3 separate regions of the Sus scrofa genome follow, and regions 2 and 3 are each linked to region 1. A link is a contact called in public HiChIP or PLAC-seq data. All regions are on one chromosome and are shown on one strand. The core of a region is the stretch at or near the end of the contact, and the rest is flanking DNA. Distances in the headings are between cores, read along the strand shown. Region 1 overlaps DOCK10 (dedicator of cytokinesis protein 10). Region 2 overlaps DOCK10 (dedicator of cytokinesis protein 10). Region 3 overlaps DOCK10 (dedicator of cytokinesis protein 10).

The links. HiChIP or PLAC-seq counts read pairs in DNA pulled down with a chosen protein or histone mark.
Region 2: an H3K27ac HiChIP or PLAC-seq map of alveolar macrophages shows a contact between it and region 1. The contact joins two enhancer-like sites. A contact is called at or near these places in 11 of 47 Hi-C or Micro-C datasets (alveolar macrophages, blood, embryonic fibroblasts and 5 more) and 1 of 2 datasets of contacts at active chromatin or transcription factors (alveolar macrophages).
Region 3: an H3K27ac HiChIP or PLAC-seq map of alveolar macrophages shows a contact between it and region 1. The contact joins two enhancer-like sites. A contact is called at or near these places in 2 of 47 Hi-C or Micro-C datasets (omental adipose tissue and subcutaneous adipose tissue) and 1 of 2 datasets of contacts at active chromatin or transcription factors (alveolar macrophages).

The regions. Positions count from the first base shown.
Region 1 is chr15:126,558,368-126,562,260 of Sscrofa11.1, reverse strand. It overlaps DOCK10 (dedicator of cytokinesis protein 10), which reads left to right. Exons shown (of 56, transcript XM_021074807.1): 4 at 112-194. Among named protein-coding and RNA genes, the nearest start is that of DOCK10, 150 kb to the left of the region's middle. Within about 2 kb of position 1,915, at least 16 of the 83 cell types and tissues checked have an H3K27ac peak or open chromatin away from gene starts, as enhancers often do. A contact at or near this core is called in alveolar macrophages, where this site is marked.
Region 2 is chr15:126,664,573-126,668,465 of Sscrofa11.1, reverse strand. All of the region lies in intron 1 of DOCK10 (dedicator of cytokinesis protein 10), which reads left to right. Among named protein-coding and RNA genes, the nearest start is that of DOCK10, 45 kb to the left of the region's middle. Within about 2 kb of position 2,020, at least 4 of the 83 cell types and tissues checked have an H3K27ac peak or open chromatin away from gene starts, as enhancers often do. A contact at or near this core is called in alveolar macrophages, where this site is marked.
Region 3 is chr15:126,643,158-126,647,050 of Sscrofa11.1, reverse strand. The region is part of intron 1 of DOCK10 (dedicator of cytokinesis protein 10); the gene reads left to right. Among named protein-coding and RNA genes, the nearest start is that of DOCK10, 67 kb to the left of the region's middle. Within about 2 kb of position 2,225, at least 2 of the 83 cell types and tissues checked have an H3K27ac peak or open chromatin away from gene starts, as enhancers often do. A contact at or near this core is called in alveolar macrophages, where this site is marked.

The sequences.
Region 1 (3,893 bases), core at 666-3,165:
ACCTTAACATTACCCCAGAGATGATGAGAACTGAATTCGCCATGGTTTTTGTCTGGAGAGCTGCATTTTTTCACGCTAATTTTTAATTGTCATTTTTTTTTCCCCTTTCAGGCTTGTAAATTTTATAGTTCCCAGTGGTATGTGGTCAACTATAAATATGAACAGTATTCTGGAGACATTCGGCAGTTACCCCGGTAAGAGCCTATCCTAAGTCCTCGTATGCAAACTGTGTTCTTTAACCATAGTTTGCGATTGATGATGAATACATATGTGTTAATCTAGTATCAAGATATGTTCTACACTATTTGAAAATAAGAGTCACAATAGAACTTTTTTTTCAGCAATGTATTGTTTGTAATATTCACAGAATTGGGGTGAGAGAGAAATATACTCAGGTTTTGAACAAAAGTTTTAAAGTCTCATATCATTCTTTTGTGAACTGATCTTTCAAGAGCTGGTGTGAGAGGACTTAAAAAAGTACAGTCTGGACCAAAAAAAGTTTTCTGACAATGTTCTGTATCTAGTGTTCGTATTTGCTATTAGTTTCATGTGTGTTTGTGCTGGGATATCAAAAGGCATGAAAATAACCTCTACAGAGATGGTAGATGTCTAAGAACAGCAAAAAGGAAAAAAACAAACACCTGATGGCAGGGGGGACTATGAGGAAATAGAATCTTTAGGTGAAGGTGACTTTGTCCTTAAATATCACCTCCATGGGAGTGCTCACCTGACAGACTACCTGAACTAGAATAGTCATTAATTCTGGGTCTGTGTCTCCTACAAAAGTGAGAATATCCAAAGGACAGGAATTCTTCCTTGCAGAATCCCCTGCATGCCTAAGAGAATGCCTGGCACATAGTAGGTGTACAATAACTACTTATTATACTTACTGCATAAGTAAACCGAATGAGTGGAAATTTTTAAAATGTAATAATCCTGTATGGGATCAGAGTGGTTTAAAATCAGAGAATTGCAATGACCCAGAATCTCCCAACACAAACTAAAATGGTCCATCAAACTAAAATGATGCAGATCATCCAGAAAAACACTTAGGATGGTAAAAAGTTAAATTTTTGTTAACATTTCCTCAAGCGAAACTTTGAGATCATACACATTGCATCTAACTTCTTAATGGACACGTGGTTCAGATTTGGGCACCACTTTCTAAGCGTTCCCATGCCCTCAAAAACATCTTTTTTGGACTTGGATACTTGGAAGTATCAACTCCTGACTGCAGAAGGTGAAGGGGGGAGTTATGGAATAGCTCTGGGAAGGTGATTTTTGAGCTCAGATCTGAAGGATTAGTCGCTGTCAGCATTGCAGTTTCTGGAAAAGTTTCCAGAGGAAGCAGCAAGGGCAAAGGCCATGAGGTGGGAATAGAAGGGTTCCTTGAGCAGAGTGACAATCTGCGAGGCTGAAACGAAAGGTTGATGAAACCGTGGAACTAGACAGGGGACCGACCTCGTGGGCCCTGGAAAGGAGCTTGGATTTTTATTCTCATTGCAACAGAAGCCTGTGGAAATTGCAGCCTAGAAGGTGGCATGATCTGGTTTACCTCTTTCAGAGATTACCTGCTCTACTCTATGGAGAAGGAGACTGTGGCAATGAGGGGTTTTTTCGGTTTTTCTTTTTTTGTTTGTTTGTTTGTTTTGAGAGGGAGAAAGGCCCTTTCTTTGGGAGTTGCATACTGTGAAGAGCAAGGCAACGCTCCTCCAAAACAACTGATCTTTATTCAAAACAGTGAATGTCCACTTTCGCCAAATTTCTGAGCATTCCTTCAGATTCAGGTCCCTCCTCATAGCGAACCCCCTGTAGCTTCACGTTGGGAAGGTCCCATCACACCAGAGGCCTCTGTGAGTCATGATTATGTTCAGAATGACTGGGTATTAGTCACACGCTTTTTGTAGATGCAACTGAAAAGCAAAGCAGCCTTTAAAATCAAGACTTCCTCTTTCTGAAAATAGTTCTGAGAAGCAGTGACAGCTTGGAAGCTGTGTCCAAGTGCTTGGAAGCCTGCATATAAAGGGAGAGAGTGTAGAAAACTGTGTGTAGCTGCCCTTTTGCATCAGGGCCTCCCCACCGTCTTTAGGTCTGTTGAGTTCTTTTTTTTTTTTTTCTTTTTTTTTCTTTTTTTTTTTTTTTTTTTTTTTTTTGTCATTTCTTGGGCCGCTCCAGCGGCATATGGAGGTTCCCAGGCTAGGGGTCGAATCGGAGCTGTAGCTGCCTGCCTACACCAGAGCCACAGCAACGCAAGATCCGAGATGCGTCTGCAACCTACACCACAGCTCACGGCAACGCCAGATCGTTAACCCACTGAGCAAGGGCAGGGATCGAACCCGCAACCTCACGGTTCCTAGTCGGATTCGTTAACCACTGCGCCACGATGGGAACTCCAGGTCTGTTGAGTTCTTTAGTGGCTTTATCCCCAAACATTGTTCACCTTTTCCTGTATTCGCAGTGCCGTAAGGAAAAATAAATGCATTTACCTTATTTACCTTATTCTTTCTCTATGAAAACAATAGAGAAAGCACCTTCAGTCAGAAGAGGGTCTGGTTGCTGCTGAGTTGGAATTCTCATAGAGCGTGAGAAGAAATCTCGTGAGAAGAAATGCAAAAGTAACCAATATATTGAGAATTGCCCTCACTTTAACTAAAGGAAGTGGAAGTCGATACCAAGAAGGGGAAGAATAAACTGCCACTAAGTAAGAAACTGCAATGAATAAAATATGTACATTCAAAATGAAAAGCAGAGGTTCTAGAATAATCCTCACGTATCCCCTGAACAAACGAAAACTGTAATATTGAAGAGTGAAAGTTTTTTTTTTTTTTTAATGATTTTACAAAACTAAGCACTCTCTACTAAAGACAATACATATTTAGGTCAGTAGTGGAAACATAATTTACTTAGGCCTTCTGAGGCTATTAGAAGTAAATCATTTTCATACCTCCTGGATTAGAAGAATTCTCCTATGTCTGCTACCAATTTAAAATGATCATGTCTTTTTATGGTTTGCTGAGGCTGTAAAATAAAAACTTGCAATTACGGAGAAGTGAAAAAAGATGCGTGTTTATCTCCCTCATTTTTTGTCTAAATTTAAAATTGTGTTATTATTGACGCTTAAGAACCTTACTTTAGTGTCTGTGCATAGGAAGGTACTGGAAAAAGACTTTATTTCAGGCTACAATGTAAAATATAAAGCTTTCACACATTAGAAATAAAAATCAGCACTGAAATTTGTGTTCTTGGGAGACAAGAATGTTGTAAAAAAAAAAAAAAAAGTATGATTACAAAGGAACCAAGAATACAATGGGGAAATGACAATGTCTTCAATAAACTGTGTTGGGAGTTCCCACTGTGGTACAATGGGTTAAGGATCCAGTGTTGTTTCTGCAGCGGCTCAGACCACTGCTGGAGCTCATGTACCATCCCTTGCACAGAGCAGTCTCTTAAAGGAGCCAGCATTGCCACAGCTATGGCATGAGTTACAGCTGCAGCTTGGTTTTGATCCGCATCCCAGGAACTTCCATATGCCATGGGTGTGGCAAAAAAAAAAAAAAAAAGAAGTGTTGGGAAAACTGGACAGCTACAAACAAAAAAATGAAACTAGACTACTGTCTTATACACAAAATTAACTCAAATGGATTTATTACTTGAATATAAGATCAAAAACCATAAAACCTCTTGGAAAAAAAACACAGATGGTAAGCTCCTTGACGCTGGTTTTGGCAATGATTTTTTTGGATCTGACTCCAGAAGCAAAGACAACAAAATCGAATATAAACAAATGAGACTACATTAAACTAAAAAGCTTCTGCACAGCAAAGGACATCATCAACAAAATGGAAAAGCAGCCTATTGAATGGCAGAAAATATTTGCAAATCAAATATCTGAT
Region 2 (3,893 bases), core at 771-3,270, 110 kb before region 1:
GTCTGTGGCTTTATGCTTAAAGCATGGATTTTTTGAGTCGGAAAGGTGAATTCGAACATGGCTCGACCACGTGTTAGTGCTAGCCAGCTGTGTGGCCTTGCATAGGTATTTAACCTCTCTGAGCTTCAGCTTCCTCAACTTTAAAGTAGGGATGTGTTATTGTCTCAAGGCAACCAAATCACAAATGAGCAGCTTAGGACAACAATGGAACTTTCTCACAGGCCAGAGGTAGTCAGCAAATCTAGTAGTTAGCAGGTCTGCGTTCCCTCTGAATGTTCTCTGGGCATGTCTTTCCTTACCTGCTCCAGTTTCCGGTGGCTCCAGGCATCGCTTTGGCTTGTGGCAGCAAAACTCCTTTCTCATCCATCCTCACATCGCCTTCTCTTCTTTCTGTTCTTCCCTCTACTGTCCTTTACAAGGATGCTTATCAGTGGGTTCAATACGGCTTCCTCTAAAATCCTTAACTGTAATGACATCTGCAAAGAGCCTTTTGCCAGATAAGTTTCCATTCGCCAGTTCCAGCGGTTAAAATTGTGGCGCGTCTCTTTGAGAGCCACCTTCAACCCACTACAAGACCTAATCACACACTTACATCACAGATTGAAAAAGGAAAAACTAAGCAAATAGGACATGTTCAAGAAATGTTAGCCCTCATTCTTTTTATGATCATCGAACAGCTTCTTGGTTTTTAATTTCGATGTTTATTTTTGCTAGACTATCCGAACTGAGCAGTGGGCTCTATAAAATTAGACCTGAGGGGGGCAGTTGTAGGACTGCATTTAAACATTAAGATTTAAGTGATGTAAAAGATATAAAGTTATAATGCCTTTGAACATTTCATGTGAGAATCATGGCTTCTCTCCCCAAAGTGGCTTGGAAGCCATGGAGCCTCTATTATCAGGATACATGCAGATCATAGAGCTTTAAAGAAACAATATTTCTCATAGTTTTAGCAGCCAGGAAAGGTCATGAGGGATCAAGGATGCTAGTGAAATGCCAGCCACTCCACTCTATAAGATTTGGAACGAGGACTGCTATTAGAGAAAACCTTTTATTTGAGACTGAAATAAATGGAGAGTATTTCTGGGCTTTGGATGTGCCGTTTTTTGAACAAACAATTCATTTGATTAAAAATGAAGTCAGTGAAATCAGTAGAGCATGACTTCAGGATTGTGGGTCTTTACTCGGATTCTCATTGAGAGGACTGCACTGCCAGCGATAATTCTGCGCCTCAGATCCCTCTTCTGGTGGAAGAAAGCCCACCCCACCCCCCAGGGAGCTCAAACTCTCCTTGAGGGTATTTATTCCGAACTCCCAACTCAAAACTGTAGCCTTCTGAAATTCCTTTCCATTCGTTATTAGAGATGGCATTTGTCCCCTTATAAGTTTTCTCCCTCTTTCATCAGTTCTTACCTGTCCACCCCAGGGCAGGCAACACCGATCTGGTTCATACTGATTCTTCAGTGTGTTCTGAGCACCTGCCAACACTCCAGACCCTTTCTGGGAGCCATGGGGGATGAGATGTCGAGTACTGGTTTCTGTCCTTCTGCCTCTGTGGATGTATCCATTCGTCTGTCTGAGCCTGTGTCTGGCTCTTGTCATACTGTGATGAGCAGTCACTAAAACACTTTCTGAATCTTAATCTAGTCACTTCTAAAAGAAAGCTGAACAGCTGAGGCCAAAGAAATAATCAACCACTAAGGCCAGAGAAATTAATAGATCTAGTTCTCGTTCATGTCTGTCAATAAAGGGCTCTAAGAAGAACCAGGTTTGCTTCTGCATAAACTCATCAAGGAAGCTTTGTGTGTGGCCGTTGGTACTGTTGTAGCAATTCCTGGTTGCAATTCCTGGCTAGTATCTGCTTTTATTCCTCATGCCACTTAGGGATGAGATCTGAAGAAATGATACTATGATGAAATGATACTGAGGATGACAATTTGGTCATTCTTACACAACAATGCAGCAAAGAGGATGAATGTTTGCTCTTGAGGCCTCTTCTCACAATGGACACCAGAGGGCGGTGCTTATATGAAGAGATTTTAGCATCAGGCAGAGAAGCATGTTTGTCTGCAGGAGCAGGGTGCCTTTCATGTTTGAAAGATTTTTCTTCACTTTCCTTCCCAGGCATTATGTATCCATCCTTCAAGGTCCAGCTCAAATCTTTTAGCTTCTAAGAAACCACATCTAGGAGTTCCCGTCGTGGCTCAGTGGTTAACGAATCCGACTAGGATCTATGAGGTTGCGGGTTCAATCCCTGGCCTTGCTCAGTGGGTTAAGGATCTGGCATTGCCGTGAGCTGTGGTGTAGGTTGCAGATGCGGCTTGGATCTGGCATTGCTGTGGCCCTGGTGTAGGATGGCGGCTACAGCTCCGATTAGACCCCTAGCCTAGGAACCTCCATATGCCCTGGGATCGGCCCTAGAAAAGGCAAAAAAGACCAAAAAAAAAAAAAGGAAAGAAAAGAAAGAAAAAGAAACCATGTCTAACTCTCCTGGCGGAATAAACTGCCCCTCATGGTACTTTAAATAAAACTTGATTTTAGGCACTCTGGTATACAGTGGCACACCTCTAATAAGCCTGCTCATGGTTTACCAAAGTCCCAGCACCTGCTCTTGCCTCCTGTGTACTTGTTGGTAAATACACATACCCTGAAAAATCACCAAAACTACTACTATTATGTCTGCTATTATTAGCCAACCAATCACTTTAAAGCTAATCATTTCAAAATACTGATAAGCTATCACTGCCTGTAATACTCTTTGACTCCCCACTGTTGACACTAACCAGCTCTAAACATAGGTTAACTCCTTCAACGCCAGGTTAACACACCACTTTCTAGCAATGGCATTTCTTTCTAGGAGGAGCTAGAGCACTGTTGTAAAGCATCTTTCTCCAAAGGCCATGGCTGGCCGATGGACTCATCATTCTCAAGCCCTTCTTCTTCCTCTTCCTGCTCTTACTGAGGACACCTTCTAGGCATTGCGAATGTGTTGAAATTCTGTTGGCCTCCAAATGGGGTGGGCACTATGTTTCTTTTCCATGAGTTGTGGACAGGAAATGCTCAAGACAAAACCATTGAAAAGTGGGCTTGGTTGCTCTTAAAAAGTAAGTCTGCTTTTTTAAAAAAAGAAAAGTAGGCTGGTGGAGCGGGAAAGAGAAGTTGCTGGTCAGTGGGTATGAAGTTCAGTTGTGTAAGTTGAGTAGGTTCTTGAGATCTGCTATACAAAGTATCTCTGCCCATAGATAATAATACTGTACTGCACACTTCAATGTCGATTAGGTGAGTAGACCTCATGTTGAGAGTTCTTACCACAATAAAGAAAAAGAAAAAAGGAGAGAGAGGGAATAAAGTGGGTTTTTCTTGCCCTGTTAAAGCATTTGCCTCTTGGGGAGTTCTCTTGTGGCTCAGCTGGTTAAGAACCTGACATAGTCCCCACGAGGATTCGGGTTCCATCCCAGGCCTCCCTCAGTGGGTTAAGGATCCAGCGTTGCCACAAGCTGCAGCATAGGTGGCAGATGCAACTCGAATCTGGTATTCCTGTGGCTGCAGCATAGGCTTCAGCTGCAGCTCTTGTTTGACCCCTAGCCTGGGAACTTCCATATGCTGCAGGTGCAGCCAAAAAAAGAAAAAAAAAAAAGATTTACCTTTTGTTCTTCCACACATGGAAAGTACAATTCCATTAACGACTATAAGAAACAACATATATCTCCAGACACCAAGAATTCCCCAGAGGTCATGAGTCTTTCCTTGTGTTTTTAGAAACAGACACACAAACCAATAGAAGCTACAGCAATGGGACTGAAACATGACATGAAAGGCTAGTAATTGTGTGTGTGTGTTTATAATTTGAATGATCCTAGAGCTTTTTTTATACATGATAGGACATAACTTTT
Region 3 (3,893 bases), core at 976-3,475, 84 kb before region 1:
AGTTGCCCTATAGGCCACCCATGTGTCTTGGATTCTGTGTTGCTATGGCTGTGGTGTAGGCTGGCAGCTGCAGCTCTGATTCATCCCCTAGCCTGGGAACTTCCATATGCCACAGGTACGATCCTAAAAAGCAAAAAAAAAAAAAAAAAAAAAAAAAAAAAAAAAAAAAAATAATAATAATAATAATAATAATAACTGCAAAGAGCTTAGAACGGTGCCTGGTGGGTAGTACATGCTATATTAATGATAGGCTTATTAATTTGGATGGCCTTGAGCAGGGCAGTAGCAGGATCTGTGGCTGCAGAGGGTCCAGGGTCGAAGCAGAGAGACCATTAATCAGGCAGCTGTTGCAATGATCCCAGCAAAAGACCTAGATGGTAGTTGCTGATGTTGTGAGAAGTGGCCAGATTCAGAGATATTTTAAAAGTAGAATGAGTATAGGTTGCTTACAGATTGAACATGAAGAAGGAGAGAAAGAGAGGAATGAAGAATAAATGTATGGTATTTTGGTTTAGGGGTTTTTTGTTTGTTTGTTGACTGAACAACTAGAGAATTGAGTTCCCATTCAGAAAGGGAAGACTGAAGGAGAAGATTTGGCAAGAGAGTTTAAATTCGCTGTAAGACGTGTTAAGTTTGAAATGCCTGTTAGGTCTATAGATGAGAAATTTCAAGTAAAAAGTTGTATATATGGTTCTGAGTTCCAAGGAACAGTCTTCAGAGGAGATTTAATACCTGGTAGAGAAACAAATACCAATTAAGTGATTGATGAATGAATAAATGACCTCTCTTCTCATTTTTTATAATACAGTTTGTCAGTCCATTTCTAGTTAATCATATTTTTAGCTATTTCATTGAACTTTTAGTTGTTTATTTACTTCACTATGCATATATGTTTTTAATCTCACTGGTAGATGGGAAACCCCAAGTAGGCAGGTACTAAGCTGGCCCAGTGATGCCCAGCACAATTTGCTTTGATAGACTAAAATTTGAGTATCATTGAAATTTTTAAGTAAGTAACAGTGATATGAAAAGCTCAGTTGATAAAGTTGCCTTCTTAACTCTTCATTAAAATGTCCAGGACTAAGTTAAGAATAGAGAAAGCTACTACAATAAACACAAGGGTTTGAATGTTGACATTCTTCAAAAGGCTTTGGCACTCAAGTTGTCATTGTACCAAAGAATCTCATTGCTGAGTCTAGGTTCTGAATCTTTATGCAGAGATCAGCTTTGGGCTGGCATTGATTATAGTTTGGCTGCACAGTCTACAGTGGAGAGGCTAGGAAAACATTAGAATAAATCACTGTAGGCTCTTGGCCTTTGCAAGGGACACATGAGTACTATCATCTGAGACTATTACAATAGCCTATTAAAATTCAGTGAAGTTTAACTGGGATAAGATTATGAAATTCCTTCAAAGTTCTCATTTATCTCTTCCTCAAAAGTTTTTTCTCTGATAGGAGAATTAACTGAAATATTTTTCTGAATTGTTTGTCTTATGTCCTTTATTGCACATTTTGTTGAAAGCCTCAGATATTAATTTAATTTATGGAGATGTGCTCTTTTCCGGGGAACGTCCATAGATTTTGGATGCCATTTGCTAATCATCAACCCTAAAAGCTGGCCCCCATTTTCAGGCCTATTCCCCCCCCCAAAAAAAGGAATATTTACCCATTTACTTGATGGAGGATAGAAATCAAACAAAAAGAAGGCAAGAAGCAAGTGCTAGGTAGGCTGCTAATCTCTCTCATTATATAAGAAACTCTCATGCACAATTTAAGGGTCTTAAGAGAGAAGCATTTTTAAAAATCCACGAGTCTCTGAAATATTAGAAACCATAAAATTTATTTATTCTTCATTTTTGACTGCCTTGTGACATATGGAGTTCCTGGGCCAGGGATCGGATCCGAGCCACAGCTGCAACCCACGCAATAGCTGTGGCAACACCAGATCCCCTCAACCCACTGTGCCCAGAAGGAGTCCAACCCTCACCCTGGTGCTATGGAGACACCACCTTTCCCATTCAGGAACTGCAGAAACCATACAATTTAATTTGTGAACGCTAAGGATATCGTGTCTGTAGCATGCCGAACTTGGCTTTATCTTTAATTTTGGTTGAAGATAGATGAAAATAAAGGTAGCCTGACTTGTGGTGAGTTGGGGAGGGAACTCTCTTTTCTGAGTCAAGGCTGTGCACTTATTTCAGAACTGGGGAACCTCGGTTACTCCCTGAGACCTGCATTAAAAATCTTCCCATGGTGGTTGCCAGGTCCAGGGCTCTGATGCACTGTGGTAGATGGGTCAGATCCCGCCCACGGTCTGTCTTTGTAGGCCTGATGAACTAAGAACAGTTTCCACGGTTTTAAAGTTTTATAAAACAAAACAAAAAAGGAAGAAAAAGAAGACTATGCAACAGAGGCCATATATGGCCCACAAAGCCTAAAATATTTACAGTCTGGCCCTTTACAGGAAAAGTTTGCTGGTGAATGATGTGGACTCAGCCAAAAGGGAAACTTCTCTCTCTCTCTCTTTTTTTTTTTCAAACTTAGTTGATTTTTGCAATGTATTCACTCTCTGCCTAACTAGATACAAAGGAACTTGGGGTTTTTCTGAATGTCTTTTGTTCACCTGAGGGTCTTCGAACTGTTGTGATTCAATGGCCATTTGGAGTCAGAAAGCCCAGTGTCCTGAGTCTCAAGTCTTACACTTAAAAGCCCCTATGACCTAAACGTGCAGATTCATTTGTCTGGGTTTGTGAAATAGAGACTCCATCTGTCCTGTCTGTTGGAACCACCAAAATGTTTATTTTTATGGAATCGTTTTGTAAGGTAGTACGCATTATACCAGGACAAAGTCTTGCAGGTAAGGGGCCAATTTAAGTACCAAAGAGTCTCTGTAGCTCACTATACCAATGAGAGTTCATTAGCCATTGGGTGACTGACTCATCAGTGATGGGAGGCAGTTTACACTAGAGTTTTAGTGCATTTGTTCCGCATCTACCCCAAAGCGTGGTACCATGAGTGTGGCCAGAAGAGAGGGTCTCTGAGGGTATTGTCATGCTGCTACTTGATCAGCTTTTTGACCTTCAGCACACCTCTGCATTTGTGTTCTGTCCTGTAGATTAGGCACTGTAATCCTCCCTTCCTGGTCCCGTTCTTTGAGAACCAGGGATCAGGAAGAAGGCTAAATGAAGGAGATGAATTATTTATGAAAATAATAATGCCATCTCTTTGGAACATAGATTTGTTTACATTTATGTCCTATGAATAAAATCAGGACCAGAGAGAACTGTACTATGGGACCTACTTCAAGGGAAATCAAATAATCTCTCTTCTTACTCTACAATAAATATTCTAATTTAATAAAATGTTATTACCAAAGGGAGTTTAACATGTTTTGCCCAGTTTTAGCTTTATGCATGCAGAGGAAATGACGTCCAAACATTCTAAATCCTGAGTAAATGTTCTTATTTCACTTTAGTGAGGTTGAATTTTAAACATACTAATGGAAGATTCCCCTGGGATAGGAAGCTTGTGTAATGGAGTGTGATTTGAAATGGTTTGCCATAGTTGAATGTAATGTGGAGTTTAAAAGCACAGGGAACCCATCAGTTATTTTTTTCTTGTGAGCTGAATCTCAAAGCCACAGAAAATGGACAAATGAATTGAATGGCTTCTCCATGGGTATAAAAATTAATTGAATGGGATCGAGGCTTAGTAATTAGCAATACAAGTCTTTGAGGCAAAGGCTTATAAATTCAAATTACTTCTGGTATCATCTTGTCCAAATAATCTTGCATTTTCTAGTTCTCCAAATAATACATATTTAGAAATAATGGACAAAGAAAAAAATATTCAAAATCTAAAATGCTTGATATTTTAAAACCAACACAGGGA